Regions from separate parts of the Gasterosteus aculeatus genome. Here region 2 is linked to region 1. A link is a contact called in public Hi-C data. All regions are on one chromosome and are shown on one strand. Each heading gives the region's core, a stretch centred on a gene start, on an enhancer-like site or on the middle of the called end of the contact. The rest is flanking DNA. Distances are from core to core; before and after follow the strand shown.

Region 1 (4,676 bases), core at 438-2,937:
GCGCGCACTCAAGATCCATTAGCCTGCCGGGTTGTGGTGCGCTTTGCCTTTTGCTGCACGAGGACGGCGTTTAATGCAACTTACGCTCTGTTTATTCTCCTTTCCTTCTCCATGTCGGTGCCTTGTTGGTAAAGAGGTCAAGGGGTCTCATGATGAATCAGCAGAGCTGTATTATCAACCCTCTTAAGTGACACCATCCCCTTTTTCTCAGAGCCGCGTGGTCGACGCACACGCTGACCTTTACTCCCGCTGACCTTTACTCCCGTTGTTGTGTTGTTTCACACCGAGTGAGAGAAGACGTTTCACCGTATTTTGTCTGAGAAAAACGAAGCACGGAAAACCCACAAAACCGCAGCGACCCGCCCGAGCCGCTCTTTCCTTGAGGCTGTCTCCAGCTTCTCCATCTCTTTTTTTTTTTTGGGGGGGGGGGGGGGGTCAAAAAAGGGGCCACATTCCAAAACCCATCTCACCGGCTAACCAGACCTGCATCACCCGCCTGCTCTCCAGAAGCCCGCACACCTGACCTGGTGGATCTCAAAGAGCTGACAGCTGATTCCTCCCCCCCGTGCACGGCGTAATCAGACCGTACAAGCCTCGCTCTGTGACTCCGGGTCACTTTAATCCACCGGAATGAGAAAAAAAAGAGTCTTTCATAACTAATCACCCCTCTCAGAACTCCGGATCCCCCCCCCCCCCCCCCCCCCCTCCCTGTGTGACCGTAAGCCGGCCGTGAGAAGAGCCCTTGAAGAGGAGCATTAAGTCTCCCTAAGCCTCCTCCATCAAATCTAATGGAAGGGGCCTTCCTCCGAGAATATCAAGTGTGCTCTCGACCCGCGCGTCCCCGATCTCATTTGGACGGTCAGCCGCTCGAACGGCCACACGTGGAAACCAAAGCCTGGGTTCCATCCGCCTGGGATTGGGTGTAATAAACCAGAAGGTGAGGAAGAGGAAGAGGAAGAGGGCTACCTGGTGAGCGGCTCCTCTCAACAGTTCGGTGCGCAACTTCACACTTCCTTTCTCATCGCTTCTTCTTGTTGTTGTGTGCAGGCGGCTCTTTTTTCCCTCGTCTTTAGTTTGCACGACAAGAAACAGGCAACCCGAGTGTAGGGGACGGGAACACACACACACACACACACACACACACACACACACACACACACAAAACAACCCAGGTGTGTAACTTCACACTCTTTTTCTCCTAATGAAAACCACCGCTTCTTCTCTTCTTGCTTTCAGTATCCAGAACAAGCGAGAAAACACACATTTAGATGAGGGATTCTGCACAGACACACACACACACACACACACACACACACACACACACACAGACAGACACACACCTACAAATAAAACGAGAGGATGAAATTACAACAAACATGTAAGCACACTCACCAAAAAACATGCTGCTCTCCATGTCTCCTCACGCTGTATGTCCTCTCTGCTGCCCTGCCGGTGTGTGTGTGTCCATGGACGGCAGCCCGTGCACGTCCCACACACTCCTCAGGGGTGTGTGCGTCTGTGCATGTGCGTTCAAATCCGACTGCAGCCTCAACGGCCAGCCTGCATGCTGCTCTCTGCACGCCGCCGCTGACTGTGGACCCCCGTATCTGCCTCCCTCTCTCTCCCTCCCTCTCCCCCTCCCTCTCTCTCTCTCTCTCGCTTGTAGCACTGGTCCTCCCTCGCCCGTCTCTTCCCCTCCCCTCCTCTTTAGCTCCCCCTTCTCCGCTGTCTGTCTGCTCCTCCTCTCCTCCCCCCTCCACACACGGGTCCCCCCCCCCCCTTCTTTCTGTCTTTACTCTTCTTCCGATGTGTCTATCTACTCTTATTTTATTTATTTTATTACAGCAACAGCCTCCTCTTCACCAACGTGTGTGTGTGTCTCTCTCTGGGTGTCTCGTGTTTGTTTTATGTGTCAACTCTGCTTCTCTGACTCTCACTCTGCTCGCATTTCCACCCGCTGCATCTCATTTATTTGATCCTATTCCCCTTTCCCATGCTTGCATCTCCGGCTCGCTCGTTTTTCTTTATTCTGACTGTTCCCTCTCTCTCCCTTCCTGTCTCACCCCCCCCCCCCCCCCTCTCTCTAGGAGCAATGGCCCCACGCTGCAGACGAAGAACGGTAGGAACTACAGCCGGTGCACTGAAGCAATGAGCCGCTGAAGCCAAGTTCCAAACTCTGCTACGTCACATTTAAACACCAACGTGCCGGACTAGATGTTTTCCTACATGTGTCCTATTTGTGAGACAGACCCCTCCCTCAGGTTTCCAGATATTTAGATATTAACCTGCGGGATTCGTCTGGCGACCATCTGGCTCTTGGTCTTTGCATGTGAATTCTTCTTCTGGAGAGGAAGGTATTTTGCTTCTGGATCATCAAGTGAGTGGATGGGAGTCCGGGTGGGGAGGAGGTCGGGTTGGTGGACTTTACCCGTTGATCTGATCGTTGGATCTCCAAAAACATTTTCACGCGTGGAAAATCAGGGCGAATGTCGTGAATCGTGAAGCGAGCGTAAAGAGCCAGATGTTTCCAGAGGGGAGCAGCTGGAGACCGAAACAGAGCTGGAGGGAGACTTGGTCCGGGCCGCCTGACACAACTTCAGACGAATGTTGTTCTGCTCAAGTGACCAACAAATGAAAGAGAAGAGGAGCGTGACTCAACCGGACGGACAGAAGTATCTTCCATCGACATCAATGCAAAGCTTGTTAGATGAGACGTGCTGCACGAAGCCGCCGCCGGTGGAAGAATTGTTTTAATCACTAGCTGTAAAATCTCTTAATGAACCCACTGCTGCCTCGAAGCACGCGTCCAAACTCGACACTCGCCAGCTTTCATTTGACATGATTTATATTGACAATACAGGTTGTTTTTTTTTGCAGTTTGCATTCTCTCCCATTCTCAACTTTATGTTTTCCAGGATGTTTAATTCATTATTTTAATTTTATTTTACAGATTTTCTTTCTAAAACCTGATTTATTAATATTTTTGGAGGCTGCGTGACTTTAAATTCTGCTCCGACTTTGATTCAATTCATTCGAAACGCTTTCGCATCGGCAAATCTTTGCCTTCATGCTCTGCTTTCCCACTACAAAGTCTTTTCTCCAGAAGATATCTAACGAGGCGATTAGGGAAACCTAAATCGCAGCACCCCAATTATGGACACCGGCTTTCTTGTTAACATGACATTTAGGTAATCTGATTACTGCAGAAATCTGACAGTAACACAGTCACTTAAGTGCACTGATTGATTCTGTTTTTTTATCTGCCACTACAATTCTTTTACACGTCCCTTCCATCCTTTGTTGCTGACACTCACGCTTTTGTTTTCTCTCTGACATTCGCACATTCCCTGACAGTCTTTTCGTTGCATTTCGCTTCCTTCTGTCTTGTTTTGCACTAACTCTCTCTCTCTCTCTCTTATTCTCCCCCCTCTCTCACGCTGGGTGTAATCAGACTCAACAGGAGCTGATATCAGGCTGCTGCTGCTCTGCTCCTGCAGCCATGAGACTGCTGCTCCCCTGTACATGTTGGCTCTTAACACACACACACACACACACACACACACACACACACACAGACTTACAGAAAGAGATAGACACCACTCACGCTTACTAAATTATACAATCAAATGACACACACAAAAAAACATTGATAATATCCAAATAACAAAACCATATGAACGTGTTGGTAGGATGCAGACATTACGGCCAAATGCACACAATTACATTACGACCGGCAACACAAAGGGAAATATAAATGACAATGAAACTGCAATGTTGTGGAAGATTACACATCATTTATAAAGAGATGGTGAACCAATTGATTTTCCAGTTACGTTTCCATGTGCCATCTCTGAAAAAAGGCGCACTCTGTGGAGCCGCGAATGTCCTTTTCAGAAGTATTTTCTCTTATTTCTCGTCGGTAGCACATTGAGGAGTCTTTTAGAAGAAGAATGCCTTCTCAAATGACGAGCCGGGTTTATTTTTGTTCTGGTGGGGGTTTGCCTGGTATTTTATTTTAGGGCTTTTGTACTCAAATGTAATCCGCAATGCAAAACGTTAATTACATAACAGCCACAAACCCAGATCCGACACGTCGCCGATGCCTCCCACCTGCTGCGATGTTTGCTCTATGTAATTGCAAAAAATCGATTTGTCCGCTTCGTCCGCGCAAACTGCACGAGGGCGTTTGGTCGGCGGACCTTCGTATTTTTCATTTTCATTTGACTTTTGTTTTTGTCCACGACTTCCTCGTCGGGATCCAGATCGTCGCGTGCAGGGTCGAGCCTGTCCTCCTGGTTGTTGTCCTTGCTCTCTCAATGCTCGTGCACAAACATTTGCGATATCTGGAGCGCCGTCCAAAGCCGTGAAATGACGCGACCCCCCCGCCCGTCCTTGCGCCACATCTTTTCTTTTGAGCGGGCAAATTAGAGCGGCTTTCTTTTTTTGGCGGAAGCGTTTCAGACAACGTGTGAACACAGTTAAACTCAGTAGCAAAGAAAGAAGGAAAAAGTGTTATTTCAAGGTGACATTCACATGAATGTCATCTTGTCACACCTCCTGTGACTGAGTGGAAAGGTGTTGATGGCGGGAAAAAAGGAGCAGCAGAAGCAGGACGTGTAGATTTTAAAATCTGCCTTTCTTTGTTGGATCTTAATATATTTGATCTGACAATCTTC
Region 2 (4,968 bases), core at 291-2,790, 33 kb after region 1:
TAAGGATTTATTTCTGTGAAAAAATTTGATTTTTTATTTTTTTTTATCATGTGCACTTCACATATTAGGCTTCCCTTTGCACAGTTAGTCCTTTGATCAATTTACCAATAATGACATTTTTCTGCAGTTGGAAGTCATTAATTGAGGTCCAGAAGAGGCGTCAGACGGGGCCGGATATTTAAATATGAAATAAATCTGCAGTCTTCTTATTTACAGGTGCTGTTTACGAGATTGGGAGCATATCTGCTGCCTCTCAAAGGCTCACAACATGGCTGATGTCTGAGCTAGCTGATAGCAGCTAACAGTGCTAACAGTGCTAACCTTTTGTAATTTATCAAAGCGTCACGTATTAAAAATAATAACCAGCAATGCTTCATCGGTCTCTCCTCCGTCTTACATGCAGCTCGCTGAGGGTTGACTTTTTTCTCCCTGGACACACTAGTTCACATGTTGATGCCCAAAAAAGGTTCCTGCACTGGCCTCGGTGGAGTAACTTAAAACAAGGAGAAGCACCCCCCCCTCCTCCCCCCTCCTATTCCTCCCCAGCGTCCTGTGCATGAAGGTTCGTGTGTCTGTTTGCTCCCCATCTCAGCATCGCTTGCACACCTAAAAGGCCTCCGCCGCTTATCTCCCTGCGGGGATTTGGAAGGCGTCGTGAAGGCGTGCCGAGTGGCGCAACCCGACAACAGCCACGTTATGGCGCCGCGAGCAGGCGATAAGACGCCGTGAGCACGCCGGAGAGGAATGGCGGTGTTTCCTGCGGGGGGGATCTCTCTGATCTGGCTATCAGGGCTCTCCTCTCTGAACGAACTGGCCGAGGTGTTGGGGGGTGGGGAGGGGGGGGCGGGGGTTCGCTGCAGCTCCTCATCTTTGGGCCCGAGGAACAGATCCAACCGCTGCCTCTGCCAGCTGCTCCTCCCTTCACATTAAACACTTCCCTCGGCCCCCTCCCCCTCAATTTAACTACCACCACCACCACCACCACCTCATTACTTAACACCCAGGGTCAACCACTCCATCAGCCCCCCCCCCCCCCCCCCCCCACCCCTTCCCCCATCGGGAGGACGGAGGATGTCCTTACTGAAGGTCATCACAGCACGTCCTCTGTACCGTCCGGCAGAAGACAAACCTGCACTGTGATCCCCGGCAGCAGGGAATGAGTTCACAGCGGATTTCAACACGAGGTTCGACCCTCTGCTGAGGTGGCGTTTAGCATTTTGCCGCAGCGAAAGAGCCCCTTCGTCCTCCTTTTTTTTTTTAAGGGTGGGTTTATTTGACCGAATGTTAAACCTCCTCTTTTTGTCCTGAGTACTTTCACGTCGTATAAAATGACTTTATGAGATTGGCTCCTTGTTCCAGGACAGCCCAATAAAAATCAATGCGGCCTTTGGGGTTTTGTTTTTTTTGTCAACGTACCTTGGACGGCAAATTGATCTGCTTTTGAGAAATCCCTTTTTTGGTGTGCAGAGTTACCTCATGTTGCCGAGGAGAGAGGCTAATAACAGCCAGCTGCTCCAGAGGTGGGGCCGGGCCCGCTTCCAGCTGGGAATGTGAGCAATCGTGTGAAACAACATGCTCAGCAAAAGCCTTGTCTTGGGTGAGCAGCGGGTTAATGAAACCTCACAGCTCCACGAAGGAAACCGTGTTCTGTGCTGAAGGTTTGTATCAATTATATCACATCATCTGCGCTCTCTGAAAACTACCATCCCAAATGTTGGAAAAGAACCGCCTCGGAGCAGTTGCCATGGCATTATAGTTATAACTCCATGCACACCGTAGATTTGATTTTCTTTTTTATCCTTTTTGGTCTTTTTTTTTTTTTAAATGAAGGAACCTGTCAAAGAAAAAAAAAAATTGGTTGTGCTCGAGGACAGAAAGCAAGCGCAGAGAACAAAGAAAACCTCATTTTATTTGTCACCACTTCAAACCCACAGGGGGAAGTCAGCAACTCCACTGCTCCTTTCTTTGGCGGGCAAAGTGGTGAAAACACAGCTGGAGTCTGGTGAGAACAGCAGCGGTCGAGTCGGTCCCGCAGCACTTCACATCTCAAAAGACTTTATTAGAATATCGCACAACTTTGAATGAAATATCCCCCTTTTTGATTGAAATGGATTTGATTTACTTATTTGTTTTTCTTTTCAAACAAGAACAGGGCTGCTGGCAGAGAGAGATTTATCCCCAAAAGAGCTGATCAAACATCAGTTTACATGAATCGGAGCTAAAGCTGCAAAATCTAACTAAAGAAAAATATTAAAACAATGATCTTTAGGCTTGTTTACATGTCTGCGTGCGTGTGTGCGCGTAAAGCATGTACATGCACATACATAAGTATGCACATATTAAATATGCTACTGCTGTCACCTGCAGGTCAAACTCAGCACTGCACCGATCCGGTTTCCTCGTCTGTTTTTTTCCTTTGCCAGAAAAGTCAACATCATTACAAATAGATGAGTCTGAAAAACAGAAAGCGGCTTCTTTCTCTGTCCTGAATTATGTTTGCATGGATTTCCTCCCACGAATAACATCCAAAGGGTTTGTTAACGAAGACTCAGCCAAAACTAAGCAACGCCTGCTTTGGGCTTCCAGGCAACACACTGATAGCAGAGAGGAGAGCAGCGTTTGAGTAAAGATGACAAATGCAAAAAGGCCACGTTGTCATCGCGGACATTCAGAATCGACGAGCGTGGTGGGGAAAGAAGAAACACAGAGTCCAGATGAAATATGGAAAGTGTTATTATTGAACTTTCAGCAAGAGCAGCTTCAGCGTCTGAATATCTGTAACTGACTGCACACAAAGACGCCTAATGATGATGATGATGATGATGAACATGAAACACAACCTTCCTGCGAGAAACACACTGTCTTGACAGTGAGTGTTAAAACACAAGCATGCAGATGACAGTGCGCTAACTTGATAAGAACAAAACCTTCTTTGCACCTCATTGTGTCATAAAGTTTAATTTCAAACGTTTGTATCCGCAGCTCATAACAAGCAGTAACTGCCTGAGTGAAAAGCAGATTACTAATTACAATTTATCACCTTCTTCAGACCTTTACCTCCAATCACATCAAGCTCTGATGCTGAAATAATTACATCCTTTTGAAATGTTTATACATTTCAGATTGCAGTGATGAAACGTTTCACCTTTTCTACACACAGATAAGCACAATAATTAACACGTAAAGCCACAGCGAGACCGGCGTTTCTCTCATCTTCTCGATCGTCGCCTCCTTTCAACTGGTGATACCGATTGTGTTTTGGTTCAAAAGGAATCATGTTGTTGGACTTCAAAATCTGTCCATGGGGGATTCGTGTGAGAACCCACCAGCCCTCGGAGAGGAATAAACAAACATATAAAGCAGCTTCTCCTCACCCAGCGTTTCAGTGCCTTCCCAAATCTCACAATGTGCTTCAGCCTCACCGGGTAGTTTCCTTTATGGCTGCCGTGGTTGTTTGCATCACTCTGATATAATGTCCCATGCATGTATTTGTTATACCAAAAATACCAAATCTCGTAATTCTTTTTGAATCAGTTGTTGTAATCTCACTTATGTCTTTCAAGCTCTGGAGTTTGAATCGAGAACTGAGCTGTGAACTTGGAAAAGAAAGGTTTTCAGATGATGAGAGGGGACCGCTGGGGGCCGAGTGGCCCCGTTAGTCGGTGATTGCTTCACCAGGACTTGTGTTAGAGTCGATCTCAGGGTTTCACTCTGATGATAAGTGGCATATATATAGATGTATATATGTATATACACCGGTAAAATAAAAGCATATCAGTGCACACATACTTCCGAGGCAAAGAAAGAAGGGAAATCAAAGTTATGAAACATTTTTACAAGTTTAAAGTCAAGCATCCTGCATCCATTGTTTGGCTCAACAAAACACAACCAATTTGTGCGAGCACACGTGCACGGCGTCTGTTCGCAGTGATGTGCTTCCATTTCCTCAGTGGGCCCGGCTCTCTTTAGCGCCTCTCGGTTCAAACCTTTCACAGGAGCGCATGAGTCTCTGGTGGCTAACACGCCCCTACACACATTACATGGTTAATGGAGTGAACTATTCCTTTAAGAAACAATGAAATGTTTGGCTGGCATTGGGATTATTGTTGAGAGAATCTGATTTGAAGGATTGCGAGAGCAGCAGACCAATGCAAAGCTGCGCTGTGATTGTGTGGCTTTTGTAGTTAAATGTTGCTGAGGAAGCATTGTTTTGCGGAAGAATGGATTTTTTAAACCTTTTTATTGGTCGCTGTGTGTTTATTTGATGAAATCTTGCCAGATATGAGTAGTAACCTTTTTATTAAAGCTGTAAGCTACTTGAGGCAGTGACTCTTTAACAACGCCCCTAGCTGTTGTAAAGTCGCTGTGAATCACTCCCTCTCATGGATCATTGCCTCAATGAACGCATCCATACACCTTAATCACAAGCAAAACACTTCAGCAACTTCCACACCAAAGTCTTTAGGTTAGTCTCTCAATAACAGGCGAGACTAATATGTATCATCAAACTGCAGAAAAGGGTTCTGGAAGTTTATCAGAGTTTGTTGATTAAAGAAGCTGAAAATTGTCACTCGGGTTGAAAAAAGTTGATTTGTGTCAGAGAGAAAATAACTTCCCCCTTGTATGGTTCGGGTTGTATTGTATTGGCATTACTTCCCCCATTTTCCATTACAAAATACACTATTGAAATGTATTTCCAAGGAGTCATTTCAGCCTGTGGCGAGGCTGAAGTCCTGGCCCTGAAGAGGCTGAGTGAGTCAGGTTTAGAAAACTATATATGTATAAATAAATATGTATGTATAAATTCCGTCCTCCTTTCTCACGCGGCGTGCACAGCTTGGCTGCAGCGAGGCCGCAATCAATCAGCGGCTATTCAAACACAATCAACCATGTTGTGCCACGGTGCCACACAAACCTCTTCTCCAATTACCGACACAATCACATCTGATTGCTCCACATGAGAGTCTT

The links. A called contact is a pair of places that touch in the nucleus more often than the background predicts.
Region 2: a contact with region 1 is called in a Hi-C map of skeletal muscle, with 2.5 times the contacts expected there. The contact joins the enhancer-like site here to the promoter of znf385d in region 1. A contact is called at or near these places in 3 of 6 Hi-C or Micro-C datasets (skeletal muscle and whole body).

Annotation. Positions count from the first base shown.
Region 1 is chr20:4,984,074-4,988,749 of fGasAcu3.hap1.1, forward strand. znf385d (zinc finger protein 385D) reads right to left here and starts at 1,688. Exons shown (of 8, transcript XM_040165967.2): 1 at 1,393-1,688. The coding sequence starts at 1,414.
Region 2 is chr20:5,017,096-5,022,063 of fGasAcu3.hap1.1, forward strand. No RefSeq gene overlaps it. Among protein-coding and RNA genes, the nearest start is that of LOC120810496, 13 kb to the right of the region's middle. Within about 2 kb of position 1,541, at least 1 of the 9 cell types and tissues checked has open chromatin away from gene starts, as enhancers often do.